2 separate regions of the Rattus norvegicus genome follow, and region 2 is linked to region 1. A link is a contact called in public Hi-C data. All regions are on one chromosome and are shown on one strand. The core of a region is the stretch at or near the end of the contact, and the rest is flanking DNA. Distances in the headings are between cores, read along the strand shown. Region 1 holds the start of Ldlrad3 (low density lipoprotein receptor class A domain containing 3). Region 2 holds the start of Fjx1 (four-jointed box kinase 1).

Region 1 (4,265 bases), core at 531-3,030:
ACTGTGCCTCACTGTGACTGTTACGCTTCTCTGCCCTCTATGGTATACACTCACAGGCATATAAGATAACCATTGCTGACAGGAAGGAATACATCTAATTTTTTTTGTGAACTCAAAACTCAACTCATAGGAACCACTACAACAAGGAGATGTGATCATTAGTGTCCACTGGTCATAAGCAGAGAACACACAGAAGCGCCAGCTGGGGTGTCACCAGGGTACAGACCATTGCTATGTGAATTAAGTGTGTGGATCCAGGCAGATCTTCATGTCTGAGATGCCCTGGAACTGAGCCTGCTCTAACAGCCTCCAAATAACTCGCACCTGCTTATAGTTGCCTAATTCACTTTCCCCTCCCTCCTTCTCCACCCCACCCCCAACCCACCCTGTAACTCCAGACAAACAGAACACAAGACCTCAGACTTGGTTTTAAAAAAAGAAAGAGAGAAAGCTACAGCAGCCACAGGAGTGAGCCTAGCCCCTTACTGGAAACAGAGCAAGACATTTAAATGGGATCTCAGAGGAGTGGGGATGGTGGGGGTGAGGGGAGGGCCGGCTGGCTAGCCTTCTGAGAGGATGCTCAGAACGGGCAATTTCTAGGAAGGGAGGGTTAAGGGAGGATTGCCTGCACTGGGTATCTCAGAAAGGTTTTGACTTCCCCACAACAAACACAACGCAGCAGCCAAGTTTTCTGGAAGTATTTGGGGGAAATCCGACATAAATTAGGGGTGTGAATGATACAGGTACAGAGCAAGAAATCTTCAGTAAAGAAAGTTCAGTGATCATCAGCTGCCCAGAAATAAGCATCAAGAGCCAAGGGCGGACAGAGCTGAGGAGGGGCTGCTGACAGCTGTGGCCGACGGGCAGAGGCAGAGGGGAAGGGCTCCAAGCTGGAATTTGGAGCGTGCCCACATCAGCAGAAAAGTTCCTGGGAACAGCACTCTGTCTGGGAGGGACCCCGCGGGTCTCAGGCTGCACGCGCACTGAGATGCAGGGACCAACGGCCGTTAGAGGAAACCCCGGTCCTCTTTTCCCGGCTCCCCGAAGGTTAAGGCATCTTCGACAGACGACAGAAGTAAAAGATCTGCTCCCAGGATAACTGAATGATTTCCATGTCCAGTCCTTACTGCATCTCACTATTCCGAGGCAAGATCCCAGGAAGAAAAGAAAGGAAACTGGGATGCAGATGCCGGGACAACACAGATGGGAAATTGAGGCAGGAAAGTGCATGTTAAAGGCTGAAGGAGTCGGGGAAGACCCGAAATCAACAGTAGAGTCCTCTCCTTCCCCTCCTGGGTTCCCAGCACACAGAGCCACACTCGAGCTACGCCCAATCCGGGCGGCCGCCCGACTCTGGGGAGCCGGCGCCGCACAAAGCTCCGCCCGCGCACACACGACAACAGCACCCAGTGCGTCGGCCCACACAATAGCGCGGCGCGCGCCCCGCCGCGGCCCCTCGCGGGGTCCGGGCCAGCCAGGCGCCGGGGTCCGCCCTTCGCGCACACCCACGCCCGCAGCCCAGGCCCGCGCGCGGAGCAGGGACGATCGAGGCAGCCCCCGCGCCCGGCGCTCGGTGAAGCGCGTCACGCGCCCCCCACTCACCCGCGGTGCTGCTCAGCAGCAGGCACAGCGGCCCCAGCAGCCACATGGCGCGGCTGCTGCTCCGCTGCCCAGCGACGTTGCTGCCCCGCGGCCTCGGTCAGACCCCGCCTCTCGGCGCCGGCCACGCCCTCTCGCCGGCCCAGCCACGCCCCCGCCCTCCCAGGCCAAAGAGCTCAGCCAAGTTCTGCACGCTTCCAGCCGAATGTGACCGCCCGAGCTCTGCTCCCGGGTCCGGGTTACAAAGGTCCGACGAATCCAGTTCTTGCTACCTCAGGAGTTAGATTTCGGGGAACTCTTAGCTGCCTGGCTCTATTCTCAGCCGGTTTCCCTTTCTTCCTACATCCTGAGGGGATGCAAGAGTCACCATCTCCCCAGAGTCCAGCAGGAATCTTAAGACTTGCATTCAAGGAGAGAAAGAATTTCGAAGAGCCGATTCTTAGGAGAAAACTTTAAAAAAAAAATGTTGACAGTGAAATACGACCACTGCTTCTCAAATTCCAAAATCCATCTGACAGGCTTGGTGACCCTGTTAAAAAGCTCACTCCAACTCAACAGGTCTGCATTTCTAACGAATTGGGGAGTGATTCTCAGACTAGTGGTTCCTGGAGCTACAGGAAGGGCAGAGAAGAAATTTCGTCCTGAAATCTAAGAACACTGAGGAGATCATGAGCTTCAGAGAGTTTTAAGGCCCCTAAAACTTTATGCATGTTCCATTGTTTGGGCATTACACACATTTATTTTTTTAAGGAAAGCATATTATCATGGAGCTGAAGTGATGACTCAGCAATTAAGAGCAATTGCCCTTCCCCGGTTAGTCCTTCAAATGAGCCCTTTGGAAGCCCCAGTGGAAGCCATGACTGCCTCACTAGAGACCTTAAGCTAAGCTGTGTCTAGGTTACTAACCAGAAGACTATGTGTGCTCGTTGGGTTCTTGCTTTCACCCAAAAGCCGGTCATTACAAGTCGATAAGTAATCCATGTCCTTACAGAAAACACCAGAACAGCCAAATCTCACTTAACATCCTCCAGAAAGCAGCAAGAGGATGTCACTAGGCAGTGTCCGCTTCAGACATAGCACTCTCATGATCACATTTAACCTCTACAACAACCTCTGAGACAGACAACAGTCATACAAGTTACTTATCCTAAACAAGCCCAAGTCATAAAACATAGAACTTACCTGCCTCTTCAAAGATGATGAGGCCACTGAATTTGAGCTATGATCACAGAAATACCCAACAAGCAACAAAAAAAGACAAAAGATGGTTTCGGTGTTTAATATAATTCTATTCCCAGGAAAAGATTTCTGGGTTGCAACTCCAAGTCCCAAAACTGCTGAGCATGGAAGTTTTCCTTGCTGGAAATTAAAGTCGTTCTTTAGCTACTGTGTGTGTGCTTGTGTCTGTGTGTGTGTGTGTGTGTGTGTGTGTGTGTGTGTGTGTGTGTGCTCGAGCGCACGTGTATGTGTTTGTTGCATGTGTGCAAGAATGTGTAATCATGAGTGTGGTGTGTGTGAGAGTGTGTGTTTGTATGTGTGTTTAAATTGCCAGGCTAACACTGCTGGGAAATTACTTCTTGTAATTCACATTTAATATAGTCATAGGATTTCAGGAGAGAAATTGGCTTACATCTGCTAACAAGTATTTTGCACTATCCAAAATGATAGAAATTTTACCCTTCGCTTTTTTAAAAAAATATATATGTTTTTATTTCATTTATATGTAGCTGTCTTCAGACACACCAGAAGAGGGCACCTGATTCTGTTTTACAGATGATTGGGAGACACATGTGGTTGCTGGGAATTGAACTCAGAACCTCTGGAAGAGCAGTCAGCGCTCTTATTTGCTGAGCCATCTCTCCAGCCCCAGCCCCAGCCCCACCCCTTACCCATCACTTTGTATGCATGAATTTTGTTATTTATTTTATATTGATCCTTGAATCAAGTTGTCAGTCCACTTAAAAATGTAATTTCTCACGCCTGTGGCCAGTCCTGACACCAAAGAACAGGTACAGGAATAGGGGCAGTAACCTGCAGTTTATCAAGAGAAACTCTTACACAGTTTTGTCACAGATACATTTCTTCTTCTTCTTCTTCTTCTTCTTCTTCTTCTTCCTCTTCTTCTTCTTCTTCTTCTTCTTCTTCTTCTTCTTCTTCTTCTTCTTTTTCTTCTCCTCCTCCTTCTCCTTCTCCTTCTCCTCCTCTTTCTTTTTTTTCTTTCTTTCTTTCTTTCTTTCTTTCTCTCTCAGTTGAAAAAAAAAGCAGATTCATTATGGGTACAGGGTATAGTTAGGGTTTCTATTGCTGGGATAAAACTCATGACCAAAAGCAACTTAGGGAGGAAAAGATTTACTTCAGTTTACACATCCTGATCACAGTCTATCATGAAGGGGCAGGAGCTCAAGCAGAGGCCATGAGGATCTTGGCTTGTGGCTTGCCTTCTCCTCAGGGCTTGCTCAACGCTTTTGTACGTCTTGGGACCACCTGCCTGGAAGTGGCGTACCCCACACCCACACCTCCCCCCATTGACCACCCACAGCAAGTAATCAAAAGCAAAATGGCACTACAGACTTGCCTACAGCAATCTGAAGGAGGCATTTTCTCAACAGAGAATCCCTCTTCCAAATGACTCTTGCTTGTGTTTAGTTGACATAAAACTAACCAAT
Region 2 (4,139 bases), core at 1,576-4,075, 290 kb after region 1:
CACTCTCTACCTGTCTGCAACCTGTGCTTAGCTTATTATCTGTGCACATTGTGTTGCACGGCAATTACAGTGTTGGAAATAACCCGCAGCACGTGACCACTGCCGTTAAGTTTAAAAGGGGAGCATTTGTCATGTTTTAGCCCGCACATCTGGTTCTACCATATTTACCACATGATTAATATAGGAACATATTACAGTGAAATCCTTTCGTATCAGTTTTATTCGCTGGAAATGAAGCATTCTTCTTCCCAGTCCCCCTCTCTCTTTCCAGGCTGAACTCAGATTTCCAGTCTTAAGGTCCATTTGAGGGGAGAAGACAGAGAATCTGCTTTTGCCTTTGTTCAGCTCCCCAGCCCCAACCACAAAGGGGGTGGATCTGCATCCTTTGTTTTACAAAGCACACCCACTAGCCAGAGAAAACTAACCCCTATGCCAAAAGGAGAGGAGATCAGAACCCTCCGTCAAACCAAACCTCAGGAATTAAACTCTAAATTTTAAACTCCCTTTTATTGAAATATAAGTTTGTTTAGTCTATTTACACCACGATTTATGCACATATATACACAGAAGGCAAATTCTGTCAAATAAAAAAGTTTTCTTACTAAAAAATTAAAATTAAAAAAAGTAAAGTGCATGAAACTGATTTTTTTCTTTCTTCTGGTGAACATCATCATTGTCAATTTTGGTCAATTGGGAGATGCGGGAAGAAATTCATTATTGACTCTGCTTATAACTAGTTCCGAATTCATAGCCTTCAGGCTAAAATGACAGGGGTTCAGGAATGGGTCAGACAAACTGTCAGGGTCTGTAGGGCTCCCAGGGGCGGGGAAGTCTTGCTCTCTTTGTCCTATCCAGAGCTGTCCCTCAGCTTGGAACAGTTATCTCACCATCGTGCGCTGGAACAAAGAGAGAACACAGGAAGGGGGCTCCACCAGCCCTTGTCACAGCCTGCTCTGGGGCCACCGGCGCTGTGTTTAGTAGGAAATAGAGGAATTAGCTCAAACGGAAGTTTTCCTTTTTTGGGGAGGGGGGGGGGCAAGAATGGACTGCATCTCCCAAAGAGACTGCCATTCAGGGGCCAAACCCCAGCAGCCAGTTTCTTCGGATCCAATCTCCACACAAGCACAGATTCCTTTTTATAAGCTAGGTGGAGGGAATGTTACACTTCTTGCCTCGGTGAGTTTGCCCTTCCAGAACTTGGAAAGGAAACAGCCTGGCATGAAAAGAAAGGGGCAAGTGGGTAACACACAAGTTTTTAGACAGCTTGGTATTCAGACCACTGGGTGGGCGTTGGCCGGTTGGTCATAGCCCGTGGCAGAGAAGACAGCCCTAACCCGCATCATTCATAACCCAGTCCCTCTCTTCCTCGGAGTGTTATTAAGTCCCCGGGTCGGCGGCCGTACTTGGCCTTACAGTGCAAAATGTGTTTGGCGAGGAAGTCAAGGCGGCGCTGTAGCAGCTGAGCGTGGGGGTCTGCGAGCTCCGCCAGCTCTGGGAAACGCGGTTCGTGGCGACTGTAGAGGCGCAGGAGCCGGGCTGCCGCGTCCTGACCCCGGTGCAGCTCCAAGACGCGCCTAGCAGTCCGCTCTCGGAATACACACACCGACTGTAGCAGCGGTTCGTTATACTTGTCCCACATGCCGGCTACCCGGTACCCGTGCACCAGGCCCGCCTCATTGTCCAGAAAGACCAACGCCCCTCCTGGTCCTCGGTGCAGGTTGCTTGTAGCGCGGTGCATAACGCGTGGGTCCCACTGTAAGCTGAAGAGGTTGCTTACAAGCCGGTCGAAGTTGGCTGTCAGGTAATCGAAGAGGATCAGATCGGTCCATTGTACCAGGTCCACCAGCTCCGCCTGGCTGAGGTTGGTCAGCTCGCCCCCGGCGTCGCGCAGGGGCCGCAGACGGCCGTCCTCTGATCGCCAGGGCTCGGGCACCACCACGTCGGTGAGGTTAGGCAGCCAGCGCGTCAGGCTCACCACGCTGCCCTCGGTCCAGTGCGCCGTGCGCAGCTCCTCCTGCACCTGCACCCACTGCGCGCCCCGAGCCTCCACCCGAGCCAGTGCCAGCGGCGGCACGTGGCGCTGGAGGCCCAGCAGGCGCGCAAGGTAGTAGGACAGGGCCTCGCCCTGTATCTGCTCTGGGTTGATGCCGTAGCGTACACAGGCACGGGTGCCGTCGGCAAAGCGGGCTAGGCGGTTGGAACTGCGTCCACAGCCCCCGCGATCCAGAGCCACCACCCGAGCTCCCCGTGCCACCTCCAGCCAAGCTGCTGCTTGGGCTTCGGAAAAGCCCCGGGGCACCTGCTCCTCCAGGCCGCGGCTCCAAAACACGCCCCCGTGCACTGCCGTGTGCTCCGCTGGCCAGGACAGCCCGGAGGGCACGTGCCGCCCGCGATCGTCCGGGTGCCTCCCAGGCGGGTTATCCGCGCCGGCCGCCAGGGTGAGCAGCGCCCGGAAAGTTTTCAGGGAGCCGCCGCGGGCGTCCCACACTAGGGGCGGGGGCAGAGGGAATCGCGGCTCGGGCGCGGGGCCGCCACTCTGGATCGGATGCCGAGGGAGTCGATCTTCCGGCGGCCGGGAGGCTGGCAGCTCGGTCCGTGGTGGCAGGAGCCCTCCCCACAGCGTTAGCAGCGAGCCCAAAGCCAGCAGCCAGAGCCCCGCGGCGGCGGCGCCCCGCATCTTCCGCCCCATGCTCCTGCCGGCGCGCCGGTGCCACCGCCGCCGCTTCAAGCCAAGCCCGGGCGCCCGGGTGCGGGCGGCGAGGCGGGCCCGGCTGCTGGCTGGCTCCCGGGCTTCGGGTGCCGGAGCCCCATCGCGGCCGCGGAGCGCTGCGGGGCTCTGACCAGCGCTCTGCCCCGGCGCTGGGAACTCGCCTCGCCGTGGCTTCCCAGCTGCTTTTGTATTTCGCTGTGAGACCCTCCGGCGGGCGCGATTCACAGGCGCCCGGACCACGTGGGAGCAAGGGGGATCCCCCTCCCCCTCCTCTGCCTCCTCTCCCCGCCCCCACTCCCCCGCCCCTTCCCTTCCTCTTCCCCTTAAAGCGGCAACCGATCCTTCCAGGAGCGAAAGGTGGCCCCACTCTCTGTCCCGGACTTCGGGACAGGGAGGAAGCCGGACTGGCGGCGTCCATGCGGGGGCGTCGGAGCGGGAGGGGGCCGAGGAGGGGCAGAGACCAAATATAGGGCTTGGCGGTAGCGGCGTGTCCGGTGCTCTTGTGGGAGTGGGATGATCCCCTAGTACCCTCGTTTGGACTGTGTCTGATCCGAAAACTTCAGGCAGACTTCCACCGCAGTACAGGAAAGGGTCAGGGTGGGTCCTTTTGCAACTTCACTTGCTGTGATTCACGCTGGCTTATGTAAATTCTCGGGAATGTCCGGAGCCCTAGAGGATGTGACTCCAGAGGGGAGAGGAACCATCAATGACTTTGAACCCACAACCCCTCTCCAGAGCAAGCTCTCCAGTATGGATCATTGCAGTCTTGAGAGCCATGTGGTTGACTTTTGTGACTTTTCTTAGGGATGCTGTGCAAGTTGGATATTCAAGTCAGGTCTCCTGGTCTCATGCCACTTGGTTTTCCCTTTTTAAAGAATGTTCAATATGTAGGAATAGCGATATAAAGACAGATATAAACATTTATTGCCAACATTCTCAACTTGTTTTTTAGTTGTCATTTAGTCACCTTTTCCCCAATTATAATTTTCACCCAAACAAGGGAAAATAAACAACAATCGTTTTTACTAGTTTAGTGTAAAGGAGAAAAAGTGGGAAGGGGACAGTGAAGAAAAACCAAACCAACACAACATAAAAACCGATGCATCTTCCTCCAGACTTTCTTGGTTTAATCTACCAGAAAAGTCACTGGCAAACAAACTAGCTCTTTTCTTTCCTTTCTTGTATCCCATATCCAAAATCAGAGATTCTTAGTCATAAGTTCAGGGCTGTGAGGGTTCAGTTGTCCCGAGAGCCAGATCTGGCACGCCAGGGAACTGTCCCAGGACCTGTGCATACTCCCAGGTTCTCTAAAGGCTACTCCCACAGCCCTATAGCCAGAGCTTAAAATCGGCTTCTTTCACATTGTGGGTCTTTTCCTCTCCTTATATCCCTCTACTCAGTACACATGAGAGGTTTCAGCTGCCATACT

The links. Hi-C and Micro-C count contacts between places; a contact is called where the count stands out from the background.
Region 2: a contact with region 1 is called in a Hi-C map of prefrontal cortex, with 5 times the contacts expected there. The contact joins the promoter of Fjx1 here to the promoter of Ldlrad3 in region 1. A contact is called at or near these places in 4 of 12 Hi-C or Micro-C datasets (Schwann cells, frontal cortex, mammary epithelial cells and 1 more) and 1 of 1 datasets of contacts at active chromatin or transcription factors (oligodendrocytes).

What each region holds. Positions count from the first base shown.
Region 1 is chr3:108,934,550-108,938,814 of GRCr8, forward strand. Ldlrad3 (low density lipoprotein receptor class A domain containing 3) reads right to left here and starts at 1,781. Exons shown (of 6, transcript NM_001401870.1): 1 at 1,603-1,781. The coding sequence starts at 1,648.
Region 2 is chr3:109,228,499-109,232,637 of GRCr8, forward strand. Fjx1 (four-jointed box kinase 1) reads right to left here and starts at 2,826. Exons shown (of 1, transcript NM_001108955.1): 1 at 725-2,826. The coding sequence starts at 2,689. The coding sequence ends at 1,340.